3 separate regions of the Hordeum vulgare genome follow, and all the other regions are linked to region 3. The links are chromatin contacts, called in public Hi-C maps. All regions are on one chromosome and are shown on one strand. The core of a region is the stretch at or near the end of the contact, and the rest is flanking DNA. Distances in the headings are between cores, read along the strand shown. Region 1 has its middle 44 kb from the start of TRNAK-UUU. Region 2 holds the start of LOC123425288 (E3 ubiquitin-protein ligase EL5-like). Region 3 holds the start of LOC123425286.

The links. Hi-C and Micro-C count contacts between places; a contact is called where the count stands out from the background.
Region 1: a Hi-C map of seedling shows a contact between it and region 3, with 4 times the contacts expected there. The contact joins the enhancer-like site here to the promoter of LOC123425286 in region 3. A contact is called at or near these places in 4 of 6 Hi-C or Micro-C datasets (leaf and seedling).
Region 2: a Hi-C map of leaf shows a contact between it and region 3, with 4 times the contacts expected there. The contact joins the promoter of LOC123425288 here to the promoter of LOC123425286 in region 3. A contact is called at or near these places in 2 of 6 Hi-C or Micro-C datasets (leaf and seedling).

What each region holds. Positions count from the first base shown.
Region 1 is chr2H:96,761,593-96,765,589 of MorexV3_pseudomolecules_assembly, forward strand. No RefSeq gene overlaps it. Among protein-coding and RNA genes, the nearest start is that of TRNAK-UUU, 44 kb to the left of the region's middle. Within about 2 kb of position 1,374, at least 3 of the 3 cell types and tissues checked have open chromatin away from gene starts, as enhancers often do. A contact at or near this core is called in leaf and seedling, where this site is marked.
Region 2 is chr2H:96,602,619-96,606,555 of MorexV3_pseudomolecules_assembly, forward strand. It overlaps LOC123425288 (E3 ubiquitin-protein ligase EL5-like), which reads left to right and starts at 1,843. Exons shown (of 1, transcript XM_045108970.1): 1 at 1,843-3,083. The coding sequence starts at 2,046. The coding sequence ends at 2,852.
Region 3 is chr2H:96,257,091-96,261,144 of MorexV3_pseudomolecules_assembly, forward strand. LOC123425286 reads right to left here and starts at 1,843. Exons shown (of 7, transcript XM_045108967.1): 1 at 1,722-1,843; 2 at 264-332; 3 at 84-154. The coding sequence starts at 312.

The sequences.
Region 1 (3,997 bases), core at 124-2,623, 500 kb after region 3:
GAAAGAGTTCACAAACTTGAACAAAGTTCATCGATTTTGAAAAAAAAACATCAAAAAAGAAAATAGTTCATCAATTTGGTAAAAGGTTCATGAAACAATGAAAAACATTCGTTGATGTACACGAATAGTTCACATAAATTGGAAACAGTTCATCTATTTGCAAAAACAAAAATCCATCAAGTTTGAAACAAAGTTCATTAATTCTGAAAATTTCACAAAATTGTCAAAAGTTTCATTCATTTGAAAAATAGTTCACACCAAAAAAAAGCTGCTGACCTGTTTTACCACACACAAAAAACTGCTGACAAGTCGTGGTTGACGGGTAAAGCGTTCACTTTTGAAAAAAACTGTAAAAGGGAATAAAAATGTGAATTCAAAAACATACATTAAAATTCCAGAAAGGTAAGCAAGGTTAAGAAAAAAAAATCGAAATTGAAAAAAAAATCATCGGATTCAAAAAAAGTTTATCGAATTTAAGAAAAAGTTAATCAGATTTATAAAAAGTTAAACGATTTTAAAAAAATTCATTGAATTTGACAGAATTTCAGAGAATTTATAAATATGTTCATTGATTTTCAAAATACATTACCAAATTCGACAGAAAGTTCATCAATTTGGGAAAAAATCACAAAATTTCAAAGAGAATTTATCACAATTTGAAAAACAGTGATTGAAAATAAAAATTCAGGTATTTCCAAAAACAATCAATGAATCAGGATGAAAATGAAAAAAGGAAAACAAATAACCAAAAAAAGAAAAAGGGAAAAGAAAGAATAAAATACGTAGAAAGTTCAGTTTTAACACATCCCGATGGGGTGCCATATTGGTTCCACAAGTATAACTTTGTCAGGGTGGTCGCGGATTTGAATCTCACTTTACGCACTTTTGTTTTTGCGAGATTAAATAAAGAAAAATAAAACCCAGATGGATAGGCCCATCGCGGGAGTGCTGCACGCGCGCGTTTGAAAAAACTGTACTAACGGGCACGTATAGCGCCAAATAGGGTTTTCCAGTTTGTGAGGGCTTAGGGCTTGGTGTGGAAATAAGCGGGGCCTCCCCTGTTTATTGTAGAATAGGCGATTTCAAAAATAAACCCCCTCACTTGAGGAAATAACAGAAGCCTGCTAGTTAAATCTTTATTAGTGGACTTCTAAAGTGAAAATTTAAATTAGACTTCTAAAGTGAAAATTTAGATTGGACTTATAAAGTGAAAATTTAGATTAGGCTTATAGCGATCTCTAAGGAGAGGAAGAGGCAGCTCTATACGTTGCCTATGCGTGTCTCGTTGCGTTGAAATGTCAAGGGAACACATAGGCATTGCCCACGGAGCACGGGACTTGGGCCGGCCCACTTTAGAGCGCAAGCAAGTGGGATAAGCTCTTACGCAGCGCTGCACGCGCCCGTTAACAATCCGGCACGATGCTAGCATGTGTCCGCCCATTGGAGTGCTGTCCAGTTTTGTTTACTTTTTTGGTACAACAAATTATATAAAATCATACAAGGTTTACAGATTTAAAGAAAAAGGTCCATCCATTAGAAGACAAATCATATCTTTCAAAAAGGTTCGTCAATTTTGAAAAAAATCATTAATTTGAAAAACAAAATCATTCAAAATGTTCAATATATTTGAAAAATGTTCATAAATACTAAAACAACTAATGGATTTTTGTTAAAGTTCATTGAACTGAAAAAGTTCATCCATTTTCAAAAAGGTGTTCATCAAATTTCAAAACAATCATCGATATTCAAAGAAGTTCATAAATCTTCAATAGTATTCGTCGATATTTCAAAAAAGCTCATCAATATTCAAATAAGTTCACGGATTGTTTTTTTTTAAAAAGCGTTATAGGGGCCTATAAGGCACGGGCCAGTTGAAACGCCACAGGCGTCAGTTAACAAAAGTGCACGTTAACTAGCGGCCTCGGCGCCAAGTGGGTGCAAACCGTTTCTTGAAACTTTCTAGAAGGTTTCCTAAACAGGGTTTTTACTGTTTAATTTTTTCACCATGTTTTTTTGCCGTTTCTTCTGTATTTTTTCCATTCTTCCTTTTTCCATTATTTTCATTATATTTCTTTTGGCTTATAAAAGGTAAAATATTATTGTGTTTCTTTTTAAAAAAAAATGCTTTACTTTTTCGATTTATTTTTTCATTTTTCAATTTTCACATGTCTTCAAAAAAATGTTCGTGGGATTACTATAATGTCGGCAATTTTCCAAAAACAATTGTGATTCCATGTCTATGCGTGTATTTAGAACTATATTTATATTTCAATAAACTATTCAGGTATTCAAATTTGTTCGGGATTTTCAAAAACTGTTCACGTTTTCCAAAATTTGTCCCCACTCTCTTCTTCTATTTATTTTTATTTTCTTTTTTACTCTTTCTATTTCCTTTTTATTTTCTCTCCTTTCTCGTGTTTTTGTTTCTTCTTTTTCAATTTTCGTTTTCTTTTTTCCGTTTCCTATCGTTCTTTTAAATGTTCGTGTCTTTCTAAATTTATTCACAAATGTCAAAAAATGGTCTTGTTACCAAAAACTATTTATGTTTTCCATCAGTTTCAGAAAAATGATTTCGTTTGCATAAAATGTTTGTAATTTTCAAAAATATTTGCAATTTCTGTAAATAAAATGTTTGTGTTTCTTTAAAATGTAGAATAATCGAAAAAATATCGCGTTTTGAAATGATTAAAATGTTCAGGATTTTTAAAAATTGTTCGAGTTTTCAGAAATTGTTCCGAGTATTTTGGTTCTACGTTTAAAAAATGCCCCAAATATTACCGTTCAAAATTACCTCAACTTTTCAAAAAATGTTCCTGTTTTTAATAAAAGTCTTCATAATATTTTAAAAATGTTCATCTTTCCATTTTTTGTATTTTCAAATAATGCTCTTGTTTCAGAAATTGTTTGCAAATTTAGAAAATGTTAGTTTAAAGACAACCCTATGGCTCGTGTCGGTTGCCGTACCATCGACGTGCAAGTCGATATTAACTATTACAACATGATCATCTCATACATCCAATGTATCACATCACATCGTTGGCCATATCACATCACAAGCAACCCTGCAAAAACAAGTTAGACGTCCTCTAATTGTTGTTGCATGTTTTACGTGGTGACCATGGGTATCTAGTAGGATCGCATATTACTTACGCAAACAGCACAACGGAGATATATGAATTGCTATTTAACCTCATCCAAGGACCTCCTCGGTCAAATCCGATTCAACTAAAGTTGGAGAAACTGACACTCGTCGGTCATCTTTGAGCAACGGAGTTACTCGTAGCGATGAAACCAGTCTCTCGTAAGCGTACGAGTAATGTCGGTCCGAGCCGCTTCGATCCAACAATACCGCGGAATCAAGAAAAGACTAAGGAGGGCAGCAAAACAGACATCACCACCCACAAAAACTTTTGTGTTCTACTCGAGAAGACCTCTACGCATGAACCTAGCTCATGATGCCACTGTTGGGGAATGTCGCATGGGAAACAAAAAATTTCCTACGCGCACGAAGACCTATCATGGTGATGTCCATCTACGAGAGGGGATTTCCGATCTATGTACCCTTGTAGATCGCACAACAGAAGCGTTAGTGAACGCGGTTGATGTAGTGGAACGTCCTCACGTCCCTCGATCCGCCCCGCGAACCGTCCCGCGATCCATCCCACGATCCGCTCTGATCTAGTGCCGAACGGACGGCACCTCCGCGTTCAGCACACGTACAGCTCGATGATGATCTCGGCCTTCTTGATCCAGCAAGAGAGACAAAGAGGTAGATAAGTTCTCCGGCAGTGTGACGGCGCTCCGCAGGTTGGTGGTGATCTAATCTTAGCAGGGCTCCGCCCGAGCTCCGCAAAAACGCGATCTAGAGGAAAAACCGTGGAGGTATGTGGTCGGGCTGTTGTGGCAAAAGTTGTCTCAAATCAGCCCTAATAGCTCCATATATATAGTAGGAGGGGAGGGGAGGCTTGCCTTGAGGCTCAAGGAGCCCCAAGGGCTG
Region 2 (3,937 bases), core at 593-3,092, 350 kb after region 3:
GTTTTCCCGTTGTGCAGCAAAGCCGCTTTGGAGCCGTCAGCGGCCCGGGCCGGGCCGGCCGGTCAAAGGCAACGGCAGAGCGATCCACGGAGGAGCATCAGCGCGCCTGCGCGCGGCCTCCCGCATGATGGACGCGTGCGTGCCGCACTTTCCCCCCGGGGTTTCAGCCGACCCGATTCAAAAGTCTAGGAGACACCACGCAGATTTTTCAACAACGGCGGAATCATCATCATGGGCGTCATCAGCAGGGCAGCAGCGCACGGGGCCGGAGACCGCGCGCGTCACTGTCCTCCCCCGCTCCCCCGCGCGCGTCCGTCCGTGCCGTCGCTGCCAAAGCCCGGGCGCCGGACATGGGTCGCCGGCCAGCCGCGTTCGTGGGCTAGCTGCCGCCCCTGACCCCGACGGCGAGTCGGCTGCCGATGCAGCGAACCCAAGGGATGAGAGATGGGCAACTTGTTGGCAGCACTAGTAGTTCTCGGGTTTATCTGGAGAGTTTTATTCGATCGATACAAGTCTTTTTCTGCGGAGATGATAGTTACTAATCAAATCAATTCAAGCCTTATTAGTGCTGTACAGGAACATCACATGCATGCATGTGGCGTTCGATCGGTCGCGCCCGTCGGAGGCCGGACGCGAGTACGTTTTCGACGGGGCGTTATGTGACCAAGTAGTAACCATCCAAACTAAGCTATATTCTTGTTAACGAGGTTCAGATGGCTTGGTACTTAGATATGCCGGTCAACTTTCCCGGAATTCCCAGCCAAGTAAGATAAGGCGGCTTGGTACTCTTACTTAACTTAACTTGGGATGGAGCCACACTCAACCAATCCAGTTGCTTCCAGGAAACGCCGAGCCGATGCCGCCACGACCACACGGACAGGACCAATTCGCGCATTCGTTCGTTCGCCCGGTCGGGTTCGAATTGAATTCGATCGCTCGCTTGTGCGCTCCGGAGACGCATACCCGCAACGGGAAAGGGACAGCAAGGAGAAGAAGGGGGGCAACAAACCGCTATACCGAACCAACCAACCAACGAAACGAACGAACGAACCTCCCGCGATGTGTGGTCCACCCGTTGCGATGGATGGATGGAGTCCGGGGCGGGGCACCCTGGCTTGGCTTGGCTGATGCCCGCTCCAGCTCCATTGCTTCAAGCACATCGGTCCACGTATCCACGTCAAGCTATCTATCTATCGGGCCCGGGACCCGGCGTGTGACACGCGCTGCCGGCATACGGCCCACGTTTCCTGGCCCTGGCAGTTGGGTTCGTCCAAATGTGTCCCCTGATCCGGCGGTGTGTCCTGCAGCAAACCAGCCACGAAATAAATCAGCATGATCATCAGACCAGGGTACAACTAGTAGTAAAATAATTCGTGTCAGTTCACTGGGGGGCTGCGTGTCAGTCAGCCTGTCAGTGGATCTGTGACTGCCTCTGCTCTTTATATTATTTTAACTGGCGCCACGTACGGGGCCGCGTGTGCGTCGACCGGTCGGTTTCAGGGGGTTTACCGACGTGGTGTGTGGTTGCACCAACACCAAATCGTTGGCGCAACCGTGCAGCGGCGCGCGGGGCGGGAGATTGGTCGACGGGGATGGCCGTGGCGGGGAGGTCCGTCCAACGAACGAACCCACTCGGGTCATGCCCGCTCCGCTCAGGCTCAGCACCTATGGCTCGCGTCAACATATTTGAAAACCGTCGCCATCCGAGCTTTCCCTCCACAGTTCGCCCGTTCGCTCACCCTCTCCTCCAAATCCCCACACAAGTTTTCTTCTTCTCCTCCTCCCTCTTATCCTCTCCGGCCACCGTATAAGTAGCAGCGCGCGCTCCATTACGTTAAATCCCATTCCCACCTCGAAAACCTCCAGCCCGAGCCAGAGCCAAAGCCCGCTTGTGCACGCACGCACGCGCTGCCTAGAAGCTTGCGAGGACGAGGAGCATATTCCGAGGAGAGCGAGCAGAGGCCGGCTGCTGCTGTCGTTTGCACCAGGGGCGAGGCGATTCTTGTTACTTGTTGGAAGAGGAAGCGAGGGTGGTGGTGGTGTTCATGGCGGTGACGGCGACGACGGCGGCGGCGGCGGCCACCATGCTGGCGGCCGTGATGGCCATCTTCCTCTCCTTCGTGCTCTGCTTCTACATATTCCTCTGCGCCAAGAGGTCCCGGGGCGGCGCGCCGCCGCCGCCGGGGAGCGGCGTGATGGCGCACCTGCGCTACCTGTTCTGCGGCGGGGACGGGCGGGCCGGCGCCGGGGACGGCGTCGCACCGTGGTTCTACGACGGGGGCCTGGACGACGCGTCGATGGCGTCGCTGCCCCGCCGGGAGGTGGCCAAGGGGGAGGCCATGGACTGCGCGGTCTGCATCACGGAGCTCGCCACCGGGGACACGGCGCGCGTGCTGCCCCGCTGCGGCCACGGCTTCCACGTCGACTGCGTCGACATGTGGCTCAGGTCGCACTCCACCTGCCCGCTCTGCCGCTGCCCCGCCGTCGACGCGCCGCCCCTGCCGCCCGCGCCCGTCCAGGCGCCCGAGGCCGACCAGGAGTCGCCCAACTTCCCCACCAACGTCCTCTTCTTCGGCTCCCAGGACGACGTCAGCACCGGCCGCGCGCAACCGCAGACCCCCGCCGCAACCACACCTCAACCAGCGCCTGCTCCCTCTCAACCGCAAGCGCAGCCGCCGCCCGCCGGGGCGTCGTGCGGGCTGCGGCGGCTTCTCGGGTGTGGCGGCGCGTCGCCGCCCCCGCCGCCGCAGGAGGAGGACGCGGCAAGGGACATAGAGATGGGGCTCGCCGGCGGCGAGAGCAGCGCGTCGTCGAGGCAGGCGAAGCCGCAGCAGCCGGCGGGCTCATGCTGACGCCCCGGCTGCCACGGTGGACTTTTCCTCCCCCCAACCTTTCTGCGATGTGCCGTCTTCCTTGCGTGGCGTCATCGCAAGTTTTCCCAGTGTCTCCCTTACTCTTACTCGGTCTCGGAGTAAAAAAAAGCTGTACAGATTTTTATAGACGTGTGATGTACATGTGGATAGGATGATCATGTTCCGGCATGACACCACAGGAAAAGAGAAGAAAACAACTTTGCCTGCCTACATTTCGTCGTTCCTTCTCATTCTTTGTACAACTTGCAAGCGGTCAATTCAGCTGCGGCAGCGACAGCAACCCACTAATACCGTTATTCAGTTACTTCCATTCTCTGTCGAGTAGCACTAACTGCAACTGCAAACTGCAAGCCTGCATGCAGCCGTAAGCAGTGCTGATACTAGTAGTAGTATATTCATTCACCCTGCCGAACTTGTTGTCCGGCTCTTGTTTTCCTCTGGCCACCGGTTGCGAATGTCAAAATTGTGCCGAAATTGTCATATCACTCTCCCTCATAATGCAGCATCTGTCAAGAGCCTGCAGGGACCTCGCTACGCACGTACGCGCCAAAACTGGGGATTTGACATGCGATAAGCTGAGAAGAACATGTATGACTGCCCTCCATTGTTCGCCAACTCCGCATGTACGCCGCATTATCAACCACCGGTCCACCATCACCATATAGCCAACTGATGCACTAATCAACCACTATACTCCTGAAAAGAAAATAACAAATCCAGGATTTCTTCTGCATAATTGTTCCATTGGTGCTTTTCAAAGGAAAGAGGTTGTTTCGTTAACCCGATTTGGTTGGCTCCTAGTTGGTCTAAAAGAAGTGGGTTGACATGTAAGATAGTTGAGTTTTCGGTTTCTTTTTCGTTTTTTAAGGAAAAATGATAGTTGAGTTAGCAGCAAGCATGGTGACGCCGGGTAGTTGGCCAAACAAGCAACAAGGACAGCAAAATCAACCCAACAATTTGGAGATAGCTCAGCTAATCGCTCGCTCGCAAATTAGTTATCTCATATGCATATGGTATGATGCTACCACCCGATTTTCCCTTTCGAACGAAGAAAAGTGAGTACT
Region 3 (4,054 bases), core at 593-3,092:
CCAGGACAGTGCTACTAAGTAATGATAACTCAATTTATTCACAATTTAATCAGAATTATTTTTGCAAGAGCATTCCGGTTAACCTTTGCTACCATGCGCTGGAAGGTGACATCCTCATCATCGATCTTGTCCTTTCCCTTCCCATACTTTCTATCTGCATATGCATAAGCCCAAAGGTGATGATTTAAGAAAATGTCCAATAAACCAAAAAGGAGAAGAATCACTTGTCCACACTGGGACTGGAGAATGATGAAATCACTAACCTTTGGGGTCGCTGAGGTTAGTGTACTCACGAACCTCACGTCCAGACATGTCTGAGAGCTCGGCTGGCCCTATTTATATTCAGATCCAACATTAGGTACAATTTTTCAAACCGAGAAGGGTAAAAGTTTGAACAGAGTTTTTTTTTGACAAAACCAATAATTAGTATAGGAAAAACAATAAAAAGAACCTTCAAAGAGAAATGGTATGACTCAACTGGGTCTAACAATTGGTAATTTCAACCAAAAATGAATTGGTAGTTGAGCTCTTACTGTCTCAAACTACCGTCCAAACACAAATTGTGTTAACTTGTCATGGCCGGCAAATTCTTATTTAGCGATCGTCTGACTTTGTTGTCCGAAAGTACTTTTTCTATAAGACAACTTAACATCTCAGTACATGGTAATTGAATGTGCTATACTGTACAACATTTACAATCTGGACATGTGACAGATACTTCTAAAAACTATTTAAGATGGATCCAATATCCAATATTGGATCCATCTCCTCCTATGACCATTCTATGAGCTCTTACAGTAAAGCACATTCAAAATGAGCATAGGAGATGGATCCAATATTCACTCCTGGTACAGTGGTTTCAGCTCATAAAAAGCAGAATAATTTGGCAGGAGATAATATATGCAAGTGTTTGAGGATGTTTGTTGCAGCTGTGGGCAAGCCTGGGACATGTGATCAAGATGCAGTTTCAGGTGTGGCTGATATGACAATGCAAGGTGCAAACAGGACATAATTAGTGCTGCAGCAAAATCAGCATCAAGGTTGGTGAAGGAATCCCCAAACTGAAGCAGTCATCCAGAGGCAGACTTGATGTGAGGCTTGGGGTTTGGGGGGTACGCCAAACTCGAAATTCATCCGATAAGTAAGTAAATGGGCCGACAATTTGAGTAGTCCTATCCTAAAGAAACACGATGCTCTGCCCTCTCGCTCATCAATTAGAGACAAAAAAAAGGGAGAAATAACTAGCAGCTCAATCAGATCTGAGGCTTGCTCTTCCCTAGCTCTAGGTCATCAGTCTGTTAACTAAGAATGTAATACTACTGCCGCCAATGTAGTCCAATCATTTTCTTCAGGCCTTTTTTGTTCCAAATAACTTGCTTCTACTTGCTGGGTGCCACCCTGCCAACTCCCACTGATGCCAAGCAGGGCACTCCAATTTAACCAATTGTGCATTAATACTTTGAATTTAGTAGTAATGCGAGAGCTTGGAGTGGGCGGAGCCGATGCATACTCAACCCTAGCCGTTAAGGCAAACTGGCTCGGTAAATATAATGAGAGGACGAAATAACAGAGTCAATACGGCAATATACGCAGTAACATGCTACTCTTAACCCTAGGTTTGGCAGGGGCAGTGGAGGCGCGCGCATCCACCCGCCTGAGATGGTGGGCAGCGGGGAGGGAGGGCGATGGCCGACGGAGAAACCGAGGAAGGCGAGGCCTACCCGATGCAGTGCGTCGGAGAGAGGTGGGCGGTGCGGCGGCGGTGGAGTCCAACTTGCGGCGGACCGGGGAGAGCGTGTCGCCGTGTCGCTATGGAGGCAGAGGGACGCCGCTGACCGCTTGGCACGGAGAGAGAGGGAGGAGAGGAAAATAAACGTAGGGATCGTCCCGGAACGCTGATCGTTTCCTCGGGCCGGCCCAGGCCCATCAGGCCTCGTTTGCCATTCGGGGATTCACGACTTTGAGAGGAAAATCCCCGCGAGGGTCACAAACCTCATAGAACCTCATGCATCTATTTGATAAGAGGGGTTTGCTTAGCCGAATCCCCTCTATTTCCCGTCAAACTCTTTCTATCCATGTGTTTCAGGACCCTCCTCGAGGGACTGGTGGAAACAAACCCCGAGGGATTTGAGAGGATTGGATGGAAGGAAGGGATTCATCAAATCCCCTCCTCCCCAAACCTCCCCAATCCATTTCTACCAAACAAAGCCTCAGCGGTCGGACATTCCTTCTTCGATCTGTTTTTCCCAAATTCACTAATCAGTATACTTCCCTGATGCAGATCTTCTCAAAGCTGAGCTTGTAAGCTGATCTTGATGGACGAGACATGTTTGAGGCAAGGGATCATCCGCAGAGTTGAAAACGAAAACACTATGGGCATTTGGAGACACAACTGGCTACCACGGACAGGGGATGATGAGGCCTATATCTTCACTAATTCTAACCCACCGTGCTTTGTGTCCGAGTTGATAAGTACATCGGAGGCAGCATGGAATGAACAGCTCATATGTCAGGTATTCTTGCCAATTGATGCTGAGTCGATTCTTTCCATTTCATTATGCATAAGAAATATTGAAGACTTCTGGGTGTGGAACGGTGAGAAGCACAGAATGTTTTCGGTGAAGTTTGCATAGAGAATAATCTTGCAAACAAAAATTACAAGGGGAGAACTGGATTGATGAGCGAGAGGGTGCATCACGCAATGGCCAGCAAAGCAATGAATGGACACAAATGTGGGGTGTTGATGTTCCTTCCAAGGTTAAACTGTTTCCGTGAAGGATTGTGCAAAGCTCTGTTCCCACCTTCGACCTGCTCCACCATAGGAACATGTTCACCTCGGATGCATGTTGGTTTTGCGGTGAAAGGGACTCCTGGAGGCGTGCCTTGATAAATTGTTCGATAGCGAGAAGTGTCTAGGCATTGGCAGATGAGGAGCTGGTTGAGCAGATGTGCCAACATGATATGGACAATGCAAGGGATTATATATTTTTACTGATGAAACAACTACCTCATCACCTCTTCGTTCGTATGGTGATCACATTTTGGGCTATATGGTTCGCGAGGCGAATGGCGATTTATGAAGACATCTTTCCAAGCTCTATGTTGACGCATCTTTTTTATCCTGTCTTACCGCAACGAGATAGAAATCATCAAGAAACCTAACACATCTCCAGCCAGTGTCGGCACCGCGAGGACTAGCGTCTGGATTCCGCCACCTTTTGGCACGGTCAAGATTAATGTAGATGTGGCAGTGGTTGGGAGAAGGGGCGTCGGCTCGGTTGTTATCGTCTGCAAGGACAGGGATGGAGCTTTTCTGGGGGGGCTCGACCATTGTCTTTTGTGGTATCTCAGACCCGACTACATTGGAAGCTCTAGCAGTAAGAGAATCTATGGCGCTTATAGAGGACGTGAACTTACAATACATCTATATGGCGTCCGACTGCAAGGTGGTGGTTGAAGATATAAAGAGAAAGAGCGGCACGGAATATGGTGCCATTATTCATGAGACTATACGTTCTTCTTCTAGTTTTCCTAGCTGTAATTTCGTCTATGAGTTTAGGAGCTCAAATGTCAAGGCTCATAATTTAGCGAAACATGCGTTGAAACTGGAGTGGGGTCGTCATGTTTGCTTAGGTCACCCCGGTAATCTTCCATTCGTCCATGTAAACACTATGACGACTTTATAAAGCTTCACGGATTGTCTAAAAAACTAATTGAAGAGTACATCTTTCAAAGACCACTCTCATCTTCTCACTTTGTGACAAGTGGTGCACTGCATACGTGCTACTTGTTGCAACCTAAGAGATTTCATTTTTTTTCGTACATTCGTTTTTTAAACGTTTTATCTCCCCGTGCGTTCAAAACTCGAACCATTTTCACCATTGATTTTCTAGCGCCGAGATCTTCGAAAATAAATCCCATATTAATAGGTTTTGACGAACTTTTTTTCTAAAAAAAATCGGACAAAAAAACCGTATTCTCGCGATAGGATAAAACCAAAAACGCGTTTTTTCTACATTTTTCCCTTTACGAAAGACATGGTCGTGCCACGAAG